2 separate regions of the Danio rerio genome follow, and region 1 is linked to region 2. A link is a contact called in public Hi-C data. All regions are on one chromosome and are shown on one strand. Each heading gives the region's core, a stretch centred on a gene start, on an enhancer-like site or on the middle of the called end of the contact. The rest is flanking DNA. Distances are from core to core; before and after follow the strand shown.

Region 1 (3,598 bases), core at 309-2,808, 48 kb before region 2:
GTCCTGTAAAATATTTCAGGGCAAAAGTGGTGTGTTTTTCCTTTCACATCTTGTCTAGATCAGTGGTTCTCAATTGGTTTGGCCATGGGACCTACATTTTTACATGGTCATCATGCCGCGACCCAAATGTTTAGGAACTAAAATATAATTATAGGAATTATAATTCATTTGTATTTATTTGTTAATTTACACAAGTAGTGACAGATAAATCAAAATGTATCAAATTATAGTAATATTTCAGAGTAAAAACGTCAAATACTGTAAACAGTGGATAGTGTAAGGAAAAGTTCAGTTACCATTAACTAAACTGAACTGTTAATAAAGCATTAACACTAATCGTATTGAGCAGAACAAACCAGCAAATTAAAGTAAAATGATTAAAATGATCATAACCATTTTTATAATAATCACCAGTTATTTGCTCTTCTGCTATTGTATTGGCTTTCTTGGCCTTTGCTACATGGTGAGTACAGTAAGATGCTCGGAGTGCCTGTACTTGTTTTGAACATGAAGATGTTAGGCACTTTTGTGATGCCTTCAGCTTTTGGAGTCATCTTTAAAAATAGTCCAGAGGTTTGTCCTTGCAACTGGGATGATTGGTTTCTAAATGTCATTTTAATTTAGAAGGTTTCATGCTCTCTTGTGAGAGCACCTCACTACATATGACACACTGAGGTTTTAAGCCTTTTTTGTCATCAATATATGTAAATCCATACTTTACATATTCAGTGTCGTACTTCGACATATTTGTTGCTATAATTTAACGAAATTTTTCATGTCAAACGGTACGTTTGTCGCACGTGCATTTCAAACTAAAAGTCCGATATAAGCAAAATTAGTTTAAAATTAAACTTTTGTTGTTTTTTTAATCACACACTCTGCAACCCACTAAAAAAGTTCCAGGTCACGGCCCACCAGTTGAGAAACACTGCTCTAGATTATCCTGCGAATTATCAAATGTACACATTTATCGTGTATGGCCATACAGCCAAAGCGCTTCTCAATCATGAGGGGGTCTCTCCACACCACCAGCAGTGTGCAGCATCCACTTGGATGACGTGACGGCTGCCACAGGACAATGGCGCCAGTGCGTTCACCACACTCCAGCTATTGGTGGAGTGGAGAGGCAGTGATAGAGCCAATTCAGTGGTATAAAGTTATAACGTTTTTTCATATTTAAGTTTTTTCTTATAGGGATAATTCACCCAAAAATTTAATTTTAATATATAAATGACTAAACTTTTACTTTTCAAACTTTTGAGTTGTTTTTTTTTTTGCTGTTAAACACAAAAGAAAATATTTTGAAGAATGCTGAAGACATGTAACCATTGACTTCCATATTGTTTTCCCTACTGTGGAAGTCTTTGATTACAGGTTTCAGCTTTCTTTAAAGTATTGTCTTCTGTGTTTTACAGAAGATAGGAAAGGTTTAAAGCCACTTGAGGATGAGTAAATACTGAGTACATTTTAATTTTTGGGTGAACTATTCCTTTATCACTGAGAAATAGAAAGAGAGACAGGCGGTCAGCAGAGGGCGCCATATGCCAGCACTAGTCTGTCTGTGTTGTCTGAAATGCGTCACTGAGTGCTATAAAAGATCTACTCGGTTACAACTGATAATATCAGCGTGATGTGACTGACATCTCCACCTGGCTTTGTTCCTTATTATCATCAACCCATAACTATCCCAAACGTAGGCTTCGTAGTTGCATTCTCCATCTCACCAACCCCTGGTCACAGTGCCGTACTAATGCCGCCACAGTGCTGTGATGTTGCATGATGTTTGTAATACTCTCATGCCCTAGATCTCCAGACCTCCAATCAAGGATAAATTTTCCATCAAGGTAAGATTTTAAAGAATGAGCCCAATCCACTGCTCTGAAAAACAAAAACTGTTGTGTAATCATTTAAGTCCAAATGTAGCAAGGGACTCAAAACAACTACGTCATCGTTCTTGAAAAATATAACGTTAGGCTTGATCCAATACTTTATACTTAAATGCCCCTTTAGGTCAATCTAATGTATCTTTATTTAACGCGGGAATCACACACCACTGTTCCCTCAGACTATAGGCCAGCGAGGTCTTCGTCACATAACTCACACTCATACACACCTTCATGCATCATCTGTATTTGCCACTGCACTCAGGTTTCATACCGTTCAAGCATGCCTCTCATCGCAGCTATAACCTGATCTTGTACCCTGACCTCCAGTGGTACCTTGAACTCTTCTTATACCCTGAACTCCTCTATCTAACAGTCCTTTCCTTTGCTATGTCTGCTTTCATAGGGCTTTTCTGACTTCTGTTGATGATGTCTCTTCTCAGATTTATGTACGAGCACAGTTCGAGTATGACCCGGTAAAAGATGACCTCATCCCCTGTAAAGAGGCCGGGATTCGCTTCAGAGTGGGTGACATAATCCAGATTATCAACAAAGATGACCATAACTGGTGGCAGGGCAAGCTGGAGAACACCAAGAATGGCACAGCGGGGCTCATTCCCTCCCCAGAACTCCAGGAGTGGTGAGTTTGATCCTGTCCTAGAGCAGAATGACCACTTGAATCATTTCTTTCATTTGTACGATGGAAGCCAGAAGATTGTGATTGGCTGCTCCTGTTGGAGGAGGGACAGAAGATGCAGTTGAATGCAAGTCGCTCTCAGTATGATTTAAAAGCACTTAATGATGCACTGCCATCAAGGCCGACAGTTATGCTGCGCACTCACCACATGTTTCTTTTGTTTGTTTTGTTCTAGGCGGGTGGCCTGTATAGCCATGGAGAAAACAAAGCAAGAACAGCAGGCGAGCTGTACTTGGTTTGGCAAGAAAAAAAAGCAGTACAAAGACAAATACCTAGCAAAGCACAACGCAGGTAGAGTTTAAAATGGGGTTTCCTCTTCTTCTCTCTTCAAACAAACATAAAAAACTACATGCTGGTCAATCAGCTCTTCCTTATTAGTAATCTTTAATGTGACCCATAAAAAAAGAGTAAAGGCCCAATCACACCGAGAATGATAGCTATAACAATAACTCAGACTAGCACATAAACAAAGAGTGCATATATGCATTCGCAGTACAGTTTTGACAGATGACGCTATCATTAAAATGAATGATTTCTGACTGATTTTCAATGCTTTTATTACTCTTCAGCTAGTATTGTTTTAAAGTGATTATCAAATCATATTTTAATAAAGATGTGCTGAAGAAGTTTTATCATAGAATTTGATCAGTTATTAAAACTTTGTTTTTTGTTATTGTTATGGTTATCACCTCAATGTGAACAGTCTTTAAGGTTGAATAAGCCTTTATGATTATCAAGTGTACTGTTTACCATTAACCTCCAGAGCAGGAAATATGTTTTGAAAGTCATGCTTGATACTTGGAAGTAGAGTGACTGTTGAGATGTGGATGTATGATGTCACATAAACATGCTGGCTCCTGGGGAGATGAACTGATACACAATTAATGGTTAATGGTAAACATTTGTTTTTAAGACCTTAATCTTTAAAGCCTGTCTTGCGGATGCCAGTGTGAAACACATTACAATCTTTATATATATATATATATATATATATATATATATATATATATATATATAT
Region 2 (3,588 bases), core at 619-3,118:
AACCTTTAGTTTCGTTTTATTGACGAGCTACAAAAAAATGAAATGATTCAATCAGACTTATAAAATGTAAATACTGTCAGCTGACAGACAGAGGACAATGCACACAAGTCATCTGTGAGCAAATCAAGGTGAAGGCAGGAGCTGCTCAACTAGTGTATTTAACATTGAACTCCAATGTGTTATAAATGGGGTTGATTATGTTTTTACAATAATAAGTTCAATATAGAATGTTAAAAATGAAACTGGGTTAGTTAATATGATTAAAAGCAACATTTTCTAGTTTTGTTAGGCATTATCAAATAAATTAGCTAATTCCCCAATGGCAAATTTATTGTAATATGGTTTGGTATATATTCAGCCCACAGCCCTTAAGGAGTTTGGTTTTTGGCCCATTGTAGAAAAAACTTTGGGCCTCCCTGGCCTAAATTGTTGTTTTTAAAAGACAGATAAATAAAAAGTATTCAGAACATTAAGAAAAAAAGTTTTAAATATGTGAAGTAAATAATTTAATATTGACATTTCGAATCAGTTTAAACTGTTGTGTACTCAAATATGAATATGTATTGTTTTTCTTTTTAACAGCTGCCGTGCTTCCTTTTAAGAGCTTTATCATGAACAATTTTTCAGAGGGGCTAAAGCGTAGTTAAACAAACCTGGTCACGTGAGCGTTTACGTCAGTCACATAAAAAATGTCACATGAAATCAAAACAATATGTGCGTTCATTTATAGCGGACACTGTATAAAATCAATCAGCCCTTTGTTGGACTCTTTAAACTTTTTGTAATGGCTGGGATTAAATTGGTTAACCGTTAATTTCAAAAGCGCCTGCCACAAATGTTTGGCCCTAGTCAAGCCTACAAAGCCAATGATCGTGATGCCATGATACACTCGAATTAATCACACAACGAACCATCTAGAAATGGTCAGAGAGATATAAACAAAACAAACCAGCTTGGCCATGAAAACAGTTAGTCGTTTTTCACGATTAAAGGTTGTATCAAACTAGCGTACAGGCCGCAGACTCAAACGTCGGATAGATTTTGAGGCCATGCGGCTTTTAAACAGACATTGCACATAAACAACTAGTTTACAGGTTTCATATAAGCTGATAGACACTATAGTTTGTGTCACGATGATGTAAAAAGTTAAAAGCTGGTTTTAATTGAGGTTTGCCGGTTGCCGATATGCGGGAAATAAACAACGAACGAGCTAAACAGGAAAAGGCGTCGGCTGTGTGTCAAACAACGCTTCACATTCTAACTTACATGTTCAGTTGTCAAACCACTATTGCTATACATTATCTTAATATGTATACATTTAGTAAATGTAAAAGATTACAACACGAGGAGCAGCGGTTGTGTCTCAAAACCTACTGAGAAACCAGCCCTAGAGGCATTTCTGAGCCGACGCAATGCTAAGAATGCTGTCTAGGAAGGAAGCGCACTAGGATTTGAGACGCAACCTGCGTGTCAAAGCCAACCGATCAAAGCGATTACACAGCTCACATCTTTAAACATATTCACAGCCTACCTGCTGATCTAGACCGTGTGAACCGTCGACGACCACATGACTCATAACTAAAGAGAATAAGTGAGGATTACTCCTTTAATTCTGAAAAGCTGTTTCTTTGTTGTCTAAAGGATTTCAGCCAAGTCTGCTTTTATAACGACGTCACTTGCTCTTTTGTAGTCCTGTCCTTCTCCGGGGGCTTTTTGTGCCAAGACAGCCGTAGGAAAACACAAGGAAATGTCAGTGTGTAGGTTATCCTTCTTGAGACCTTGTAATGACCCAAAAAAAAGTCCGAAATTTGAAGTTTCTTTCGGGATGTGTCTGTATTCTGCCCGCTGTGCTGATGGCAGCCCAGAGTGTGCTGTGGCTCTTGGCTTCAGGCTAAATGCCATTGGATCAGCGAGCGGAGGAAAGACGTCACGGCGCTTGAAGTATCGCGATACTCGCCTCGGCACGCCATGTTAAAAAAGCATGTTTTTTTAAATGTTCCGAGCTTTGATAAACGTTCGTGTTGTACTAACGTGTCGATTATAACAAAGGATTTTCACTTTCATTAGTAGTACATTTCATATAAATAACTTGCTACTGACACCTTTGATTTTTCAAAAGCAAATACATTTTATTTACTCCTAATAGTATGAGACACATTTTAAAAGGGTTTATTATGTTATATTATAATATATATATAAACATTTTGATTAAAAAATAGTAAATTTGGAGAACAATTGTAAAATTTGTTCAAAAGTATAAAGTGTCTACTTCTTACATAAAAATATTTTATTCACAAGTGCAATGTTTTGGAAATATATTATTGTCCTCCAAAAGCAGAGAACCCTGGTAAATTAAGGTCTCCATAATAAATTGATAAAGATAAAACAATTGAATAAAGCCAGGAAGCTATTGCATTTTTTAAAATCACTATATGTTTTAAGACCGAGTAGTTCTACTTACATTTAGGCTACTTATAATATTTTATTGTTTAAAGGGAGACTTAGAAAATGTATATATACATTATACAATATACACTTGTTCCAGATGTTTTATTAAATCATTTACCACAAATTTATTAATCAATTCTATTCAATTATTTTCAAATGCATTCTGTCAATGAATGTACACAACTTGATGGTTTGGCTCAAATTAGGTAAATCACAAAGAACTGTGTTTTGTTTTTTTTAGGCCTTTATAATACAATATCTTTGAATTTATTCAAGGTTACTAAAAATTACTACCACATAATTCTATTTAACAGTTTTTAAAAAGAGAATATGTTTAAGATTTCATTCATTTTCCTTCGGCTTAGCCCCTTTGTTTAGTCCCTTTATATCAGGCGTCGCCACAGCGGAATGAACTGCCAACTTATCATAAGTTTTACACAGTGGATGCCCTTCCAGCTACATCCCAGTACTGGGAAACGCTCATACACTCTTATGTTCACACATACACAAAGGCTAAATTAGTTAATTCAATTCACTTATAGCACATGTCTTTGGACTGTGGGGGAAACTCTACACAGAAATGCCAACTGCCCAAGCCAGGACTCAAACCAGCGTCCTTCTTGCTGTGAGGCAACTGTGCTAAGCACTGAGCCACCACACAGCCCTATGATGAAGAAGACAGTAATGAAATAATCATGGTCCAACTAATTATTACAAAGCTCTTTTTCTTTCTTTTTGAGGGAGAGTGGCAAAGTATAAAGATTTAAAATGGCAATTAATTTTAGAGCTGCACTGGACCTTCAATAGTCTTTTAGAATTCCATCAAATTATCTCTTTTTTTGTTTTTTTTATTTGCTGTTAATGTGATAGCCCAAATGACTGCAAATCATGGCTTCAAAAAGTCTTTTTGTTGTTGTTTTATTAAAGAGCAAAATGTAAACAAACACACACATACAGATGGCCAGTTGAAGTCACAATTATTAGCCCTTTTGTGAATTTTTGTTTTCTTTTTTTTTTTTATATTTCCCAAATGATGATTTAAACAGAGCAAGGGATTTTTCACAGTATTTGCTATAATATTTTCCTCTGCAGAAACTCTTATTTGTTTTATTTCAGCTAGAATAAAAGCAGGTTTTCTAC

The links. A called contact is a pair of places that touch in the nucleus more often than the background predicts.
Region 1: a contact with region 2 is called in a Hi-C map of an unstated tissue, with 4 times the contacts expected there. The contact joins the enhancer-like site here to the promoter of ddx3xa in region 2. A contact is called at or near these places in 2 of 18 Hi-C or Micro-C datasets (caudal fin and an unstated tissue).

The regions. Positions count from the first base shown.
Region 1 is chr9:35,070,606-35,074,203 of GRCz12tu, reverse strand. It overlaps caska (calcium/calmodulin-dependent serine protein kinase a), which reads left to right. Exons shown (of 26, transcript NM_001423569.1): 20 at 2,327-2,523; 21 at 2,756-2,871. Among named protein-coding and RNA genes, the nearest start is that of nyx, 25 kb to the right of the region's middle. Within about 2 kb of position 1,558, at least 4 of the 62 cell types and tissues checked have an H3K27ac peak or open chromatin away from gene starts, as enhancers often do.
Region 2 is chr9:35,022,894-35,026,481 of GRCz12tu, reverse strand. It overlaps ddx3xa (DEAD-box helicase 3 X-linked a), which reads right to left and starts at 1,868. Exons shown (of 18, transcript NM_001126423.1): 1 at 1,532-1,868. The coding sequence starts at 1,576.